Regions from separate parts of the Sus scrofa genome. Here region 2 is linked to region 1. Evidence: chromatin contacts called from public Hi-C data. All regions are on one chromosome and are shown on one strand. Each heading gives the region's core, a stretch centred on a gene start, on an enhancer-like site or on the middle of the called end of the contact. The rest is flanking DNA. Distances are from core to core; before and after follow the strand shown.

What was found. Hi-C and Micro-C count contacts between places; a contact is called where the count stands out from the background.
Region 2: a Hi-C map of liver shows a contact between it and region 1, with 2.5 times the contacts expected there. The contact joins two enhancer-like sites. A contact is called at or near these places in 1 of 47 Hi-C or Micro-C datasets (liver) and 1 of 2 datasets of contacts at active chromatin or transcription factors (alveolar macrophages).

The regions. Positions count from the first base shown.
Region 1 is chr1:119,714,635-119,717,525 of Sscrofa11.1, reverse strand. No RefSeq gene overlaps it. Among named protein-coding and RNA genes, the nearest start is that of MAPK6, 55 kb to the left of the region's middle. Within about 2 kb of position 1,480, at least 7 of the 83 cell types and tissues checked have an H3K27ac peak or open chromatin away from gene starts, as enhancers often do. A contact at or near this core is called in liver, where this site is marked.
Region 2 is chr1:119,912,548-119,915,438 of Sscrofa11.1, reverse strand. All of the region lies in intron 1 of TMOD3 (tropomodulin 3), which reads left to right. Among named protein-coding and RNA genes, the nearest start is that of TMOD3, 35 kb to the left of the region's middle. Within about 2 kb of position 1,463, at least 26 of the 83 cell types and tissues checked have an H3K27ac peak or open chromatin away from gene starts, as enhancers often do. A contact at or near this core is called in liver, where this site is marked.

The sequences.
Region 1 (2,891 bases), core at 231-2,730:
CATCTTCATTTGGAAACCGAAAGCCTAGGAGTCATTTTGTAATCCTTTTTCTGAAAACCCACCTGTAATCCTTCAGGGAGTCTTAGGGCACTATCCAGAATCTGACCACTTCTCATTTCCATTCCTGCTATGTGATCTAATCCACCATCATGCTTCTTCACCATCACATGAGTCATGTCTGCAATAGCCTCCTAATTGGTCTCCCTGGATCCCCTATAGATTATTCTCAATACAGCAGCCAGGATAAATCAGACTGTGTTATTCCTCTAGTTACTCAAAATCTGAAAAAAAAATCCCTTCCTCACAGTAAAGGTGTAGGTTTTTACTGAGGTCTACAAGGGACCTGACCGTTCCATTACTCCTTCCCAAACTCACATGGCTCTGGCCCCACAGCTCCCACTGACTCCTACCTCAGAGTGTTAACTAGCACTTCCCTCTGCCTGGAAAGCTCTTGGCCCAGAGAAGCTTCATCACTTTCTCCTTTCCTTCTTAGAAGTCTCTGTTCAGAGAGTTCCCATTGTAGCTCAGCAGGTTACAAATCCAACTAATATCCATGAGGACGCAGGTTGGATCCTTGGCCTTGCTCAGTGGCTCAGGGATCTGGCATCGCTGTGAGCTGTGGCACAGGTCATAAATGCAGCTCATATCTGGCATTGCTGTGGCTGTGGTGTAGGCTGGCAGTTGCAGCTCTGATTCGACCCCTAGCCCGAGAACCTCTATATGCCATGGGTACGGCCTTAAAAAGGAAAAAAAAAGTCTCTGCCCAAACATCACCTTATCACAGAGGCTGTGCCTGACCAGTGTATGTAAAATAATTCATTCATCACTCCTATACACCTGCTCTGCCTGAATTTTCTTTCTAGCACGTATACAAACATGCTACATCCTGATTTTCTATTGTCGCTCTCCCTCCACTTAGCGTAGAAGCTCCTTGGGTCAACATTGGTTTTGTTCAGGGCTATATCCCCAACCCCTAACACAGTGCTTGGCACATGGTAAGCACTCAATATTTGTTGAATGTATGAAGCCATGAAGAAAATAACTGCTCTTTTCTAAATTCCTTCTGGATCGATGGGGCTCAGGGGCAGTGAGGCTCTATTGAAATTTCTGGGGTTTGCTTAATAGTTTGGAGGTTAAGTTACAGTGTTCATGGCTCTTCAACTTGTAATGTGTAGTGGGAAGTCTGCAACTTTGGGGTTTCTTAGATGTGTCTCTCCAGAACCAGCAAGTTCCAAGTTGTTGGGACTAACCAGAAGTCCCTAGAGCAGTTAGAATTCACAGAAAATGTCATCTGAGCGGGGAGGTTCATTATCCTGAATTACATTTTCAAATGGGAGTGCAATTTAGGTTAATGACTGTCTTGCTCCTGACTCAGCTGCTTGCCTATTTTCCTGTTTCCTATGCTGGAATGACTATACCTGTTAGGGTTGCACAATATATTCATGACCCAGTTAAGCCAGTGCAAGACGGTTTATTTTTTAACTGACTCTGTGCTATTCCTGTTAATCGTAACCCCACCAAATGAGCCAGACCTAGATTATATGTTTAGTTAAGGATCTTTGGCAATAGAAACCATGCTAACCTTTGAAAATTTATCAGGATTCAAAGGTGACTCATAGAGCCCAAATAACTGGGCCTCTGGAAGAACCAGAACCAGGCTGGAGGGCACCAGCAACACTTAAGGAAGGTTGAGCTAGTTTCCAACTCTGCCTCATTCTTTCTAGACCAACCAGGCTTCCTGGTCCAAAGAAAGCTGCTCATAGCTCCAATTTCAAATGCAACTGTTGTGGTTGTATAGAATTCTGTCTGGCTGTCTATCCCTCTGCCTGTTTTTCTCTCTGATTCAAGGTTTCTCTGAAAAAAAATCATATCAGCCCACCCCCAGTTAACTATGGCCAGGTAGCAGGGTTATATTGAGGAAACACTACTGCTGAGGGTTAACCCTCGCTAATGGAGAGTGGAAGGCAGATAGGGGGTCGTTTTTAGCTAGCTGTCCCCAGTGTGCCTACATCACAGGCTAATAACTTGCCCCTTTTCACTTATATTTTAGTCACCTGTCAGCCATTCTGATAGCTTCTCCAACTGGACCCACGGGGGTCCTCCAGGTATTGATTCCACTGGCTTGTCTCTTGCTGAGTTCATCAGCACAATCTATGGCTTTATCAGTCTCAAATCTACAATTTGTATAGAGAGTTTGATGATTTTTAAGTAGGTTTTGATTTAGGGCTGCATCAGTGGTATATGGAAGTTCCCAGGCTAGGGGTCAAATTGGAGCTGCAGCTGCCAGCCGACGCTACAGCCACAGCAATGCCAGGTCGGAGCTGCATCTCCAACCTATGTTACAGCTCCCAGCAACACCAGACCCTTAACCCACTAAACAAGGCCAGGGAGCCAACCAGAATCCTCATGTATACTAATTGGGTTCGTTCCCACTGAGCCACAATGGGAAATCCCTGTTGGATGATTTTTTAGAGCATACTTCTATCCTTTATGAGAGTTTCAAAATTACCCTGTGAGGTCAAGGACACCAGATGTTATTTTCCCCATCTACAAGTTGAGGATACAGAAATAGAGAAATTAGGTAACTCACTCAGCTTTGGGTGGTTGGTGGAATCAGGACTAGAATTCAGTCCACCTAATTCTTGGGTGTTTTTTCAGGGTTTTGTTTTTTTTTTTTAAACTAGAATAAAAATTTCCTTATATGTCTGCTAAATGTCGTACCATTCTCTCTCGCTCTCTCTCTCTATGTATATATTTTTTTTTCTTTTTTTTTCTTTTTAGGGCCACACCCGCAGCATATGGAGGTTCCCAGGCTAGGGGTCTAATCAGAGCTACAGCTGCCAGTCTACACCGGAGCCACAGCAACGCCAGATTCAAGCCGAGTCTGCGAC
Region 2 (2,891 bases), core at 214-2,713, 200 kb before region 1:
CATTGTAGCATAAGAGCAGCCATGGGTAATGCATAAGTGAATGAATGTGACTGTGTTGCAGTAAAACATTGTATATAGAAACAGGCAGCAGGCCAGATTGGTCCACTGACACTATAATTTGCTTAATGCCATTGAAGGTACTATGCATCTAGATTAGGTTTTTGAACCGGAGAACAGCATGATCACATGTGTGCATTAAAGAGAGAACAAATAAGAGGCTGAACTTTGAGCCTGCCTTGTTGAAATAATGATGAAATAAAGGTTAGCACCTCAAATATTAGAGACTCTATCACTGAATCTTGTAGTTCCAGTTTTGTTTTGTTTTTTTAAGTATAGTCAGTGTCAAGTCCTTACTCTATTAAAAAATGTGAGACCAGCGTTCCTGCTGTGGTGAGGGAGGTTAAGGATCTGGCATAGGTCACAGCTGTGACTTGGATTCGATCCCTGGCCTAGGAACTTCCATATGTCACAGGTGTGCCAAAAAAAAAAAAAAAAAAAAAAAAAAAAAAAGAAGAAGAAGAAAAATAAGTGGAAATTGGTTAAATAAAGTAGTGTTTCTCTTAAAAAATCATTGTCATTGTGGATCCCAGTGTTAGCTGATGATTTGTGCAGAAAGCAAATTGCCATTCATGGGAATATGGTACTGACTGCTTCAGTTCTCTTTGAGTTCATTGTGCCTGTCCTGCCATTTACCATGTGCAGACGTAACTTTCCTATGATATTTCTTTGTTTGAAACAAAGGTTTGAAACAAATGGATTTCAGAAACCATCAGTTACATACATAGTGCTTTGTCTCTGTTTTGTGCAAATGTATCATTTAGGTATTAAGGCTGTCTCTTAGAACAAATTAAAGCAGTTCTGCATGGTGCTGGTGCAATGATAAATATAAATGTAAATATGGCATCTGAAATCTCATGACAGTGCTTTGTTTTAAGTGACCTACAAGATCCAGAATATAGCTATTAATTTTTAAAGATCATCTAAATAGAAAGCTAAAGTTAAAAACATGTGACATGATATGGCTGAGGATCCATCTGGAAATTAGCAGGGTCCTGGAAGTCTTTTGTGAAAACTAAGGAGGATTCTAGAGACAATGAAAAGGAAGTTGTTTAATAATAACAGTTCATTTCAATAAATAAAAAGAAAGTTGGTTAATGGAGTAAAAGGCTTTGGGCCCAGAATATTCCAAGAGTTCCCTTATGTTCCTCAGTATTGCCCCTGAAAACTAAAATCTAGTGAAGCAGTGGCAGAGTGAAAAGGAAAGCATATCATGACAACAGTGCCCATAGACTTTGGGGAGTGTTGTAGCAAAGTTCTTCGGCCTGTGAGTAGGACAAGATAGACTGCCATAAGAATGTGAGACCTAATTGTCAGAATTTACAAATTGCACCCCTCCTGAGCAGTGGCTCACAAAGCCTGGTTCCAGACCAGCTGCATCAGCACCCTCTGGCAGCATGTTAAAAATGCAGATTTTCAGCCCTACCCTAGACTTACTCAATCAGGAAACCAGGGGTGGGGCCCAGGGTGGTGTCCTAAGCCTTTCAAGCAATTCTGTTTCACTCTAAAACATGAAAACACTGTTCTAAAAAGTGAGTAAGGATGAGAATTAAACAGTCTGATCATCCCAGAATTTCAAGTTAAAAACTTTACTTTTGCCTGAAAGTTTGCCTAACCTGGCAAAACTAATTTTTACTTATATACAACCTTTTAAAAAATGACTATGAGAATATTATGCTTAAAAAAATCTATTCTGTACTATATGAATTATAAAATGTATTTTTATGAAAAGTATTTTATATTAGCATAGGAATTGAAAAAAATTTCCTGTAGAACCAGTATAGATTTAAAATATTTTTCTAGCACGCTGGTCGAAACCATTCAGAATTTGTTCCCTCCCAGTTTATAGATGCCAAAGGATTAGCAAGGGAGGACATGTTATTTACAAAACAGAAAGCCAAGCTAAGGCTTCCAGAGCTTCCCTTCCAAAGAAAATCTGAGCTTCTCTTGCTACTATGTGGCTCATTGTCAGTACGCAGATAATCATGAGTCAAAGATGAGATTTGAGAGGGAAGTTACAATCAAGTTAGAGAATCTGAGAATGTGGACACTTTTTGTGAGTTTTGAGCAACTGTAGTTAGGGTGAACAGTGGTCATATTCTTTATACTGAAGCAGAATAAAAGCTTCTGGGAAACTTGAGTATATTATCTGGAAGTCCTTGCCTCTTAGCAAAATTTCATAATCCAAATTTGAAGAAATTGCCTTTCTGATGCTTTGAAAAGGAAAAAGCAAGCCAAAGGAGTAAATTCTTTAAAAAATCAAATGAAAAACACTTAGATATGTTTCCCCTAGAAAACACCATAATAAACTATTAAGAGTTAAAATGAAAGAAGAAATTTTTTTTTTTTTTTTTTTTTGAATTTTGCCTTTTCTAGGGCTGCACCTATGGCATATGGAGGTTCCCAGGCTAGGGGTTGAATTGGAGCTGTAGCCACCGGCCTACGCCATAGCCACAGCAACGCGGGATCTGAGCCTTGTCTGCAACCTACACCACGGCTCACAGCAACGCCGGATCCTTAACCCACTGAACAAGGCCAGAGATCGAACCTGCAACCTCATGGTTCCTAGTCAGATTTGCTAACCACTGAGCCATGACGGGAACTCCGAAAGAAGAAATTTTTAACATATACCTGACAAAGATTAGTATCCAAAACAGAGTAAAGAGCATCTGTTCTCTTTAAAAGATAACACAATATAAAAATGGGCAACAGATTCTTCCCAGACTAAGAATGCCACTAAGTCTAAGTGGCAAAGAACTAAGTCTAAGTCTAAAGCAAAGAACATATGAAAAGATACTCAACCTCATCATAACTCAGCAAAATGCAAATTAAAA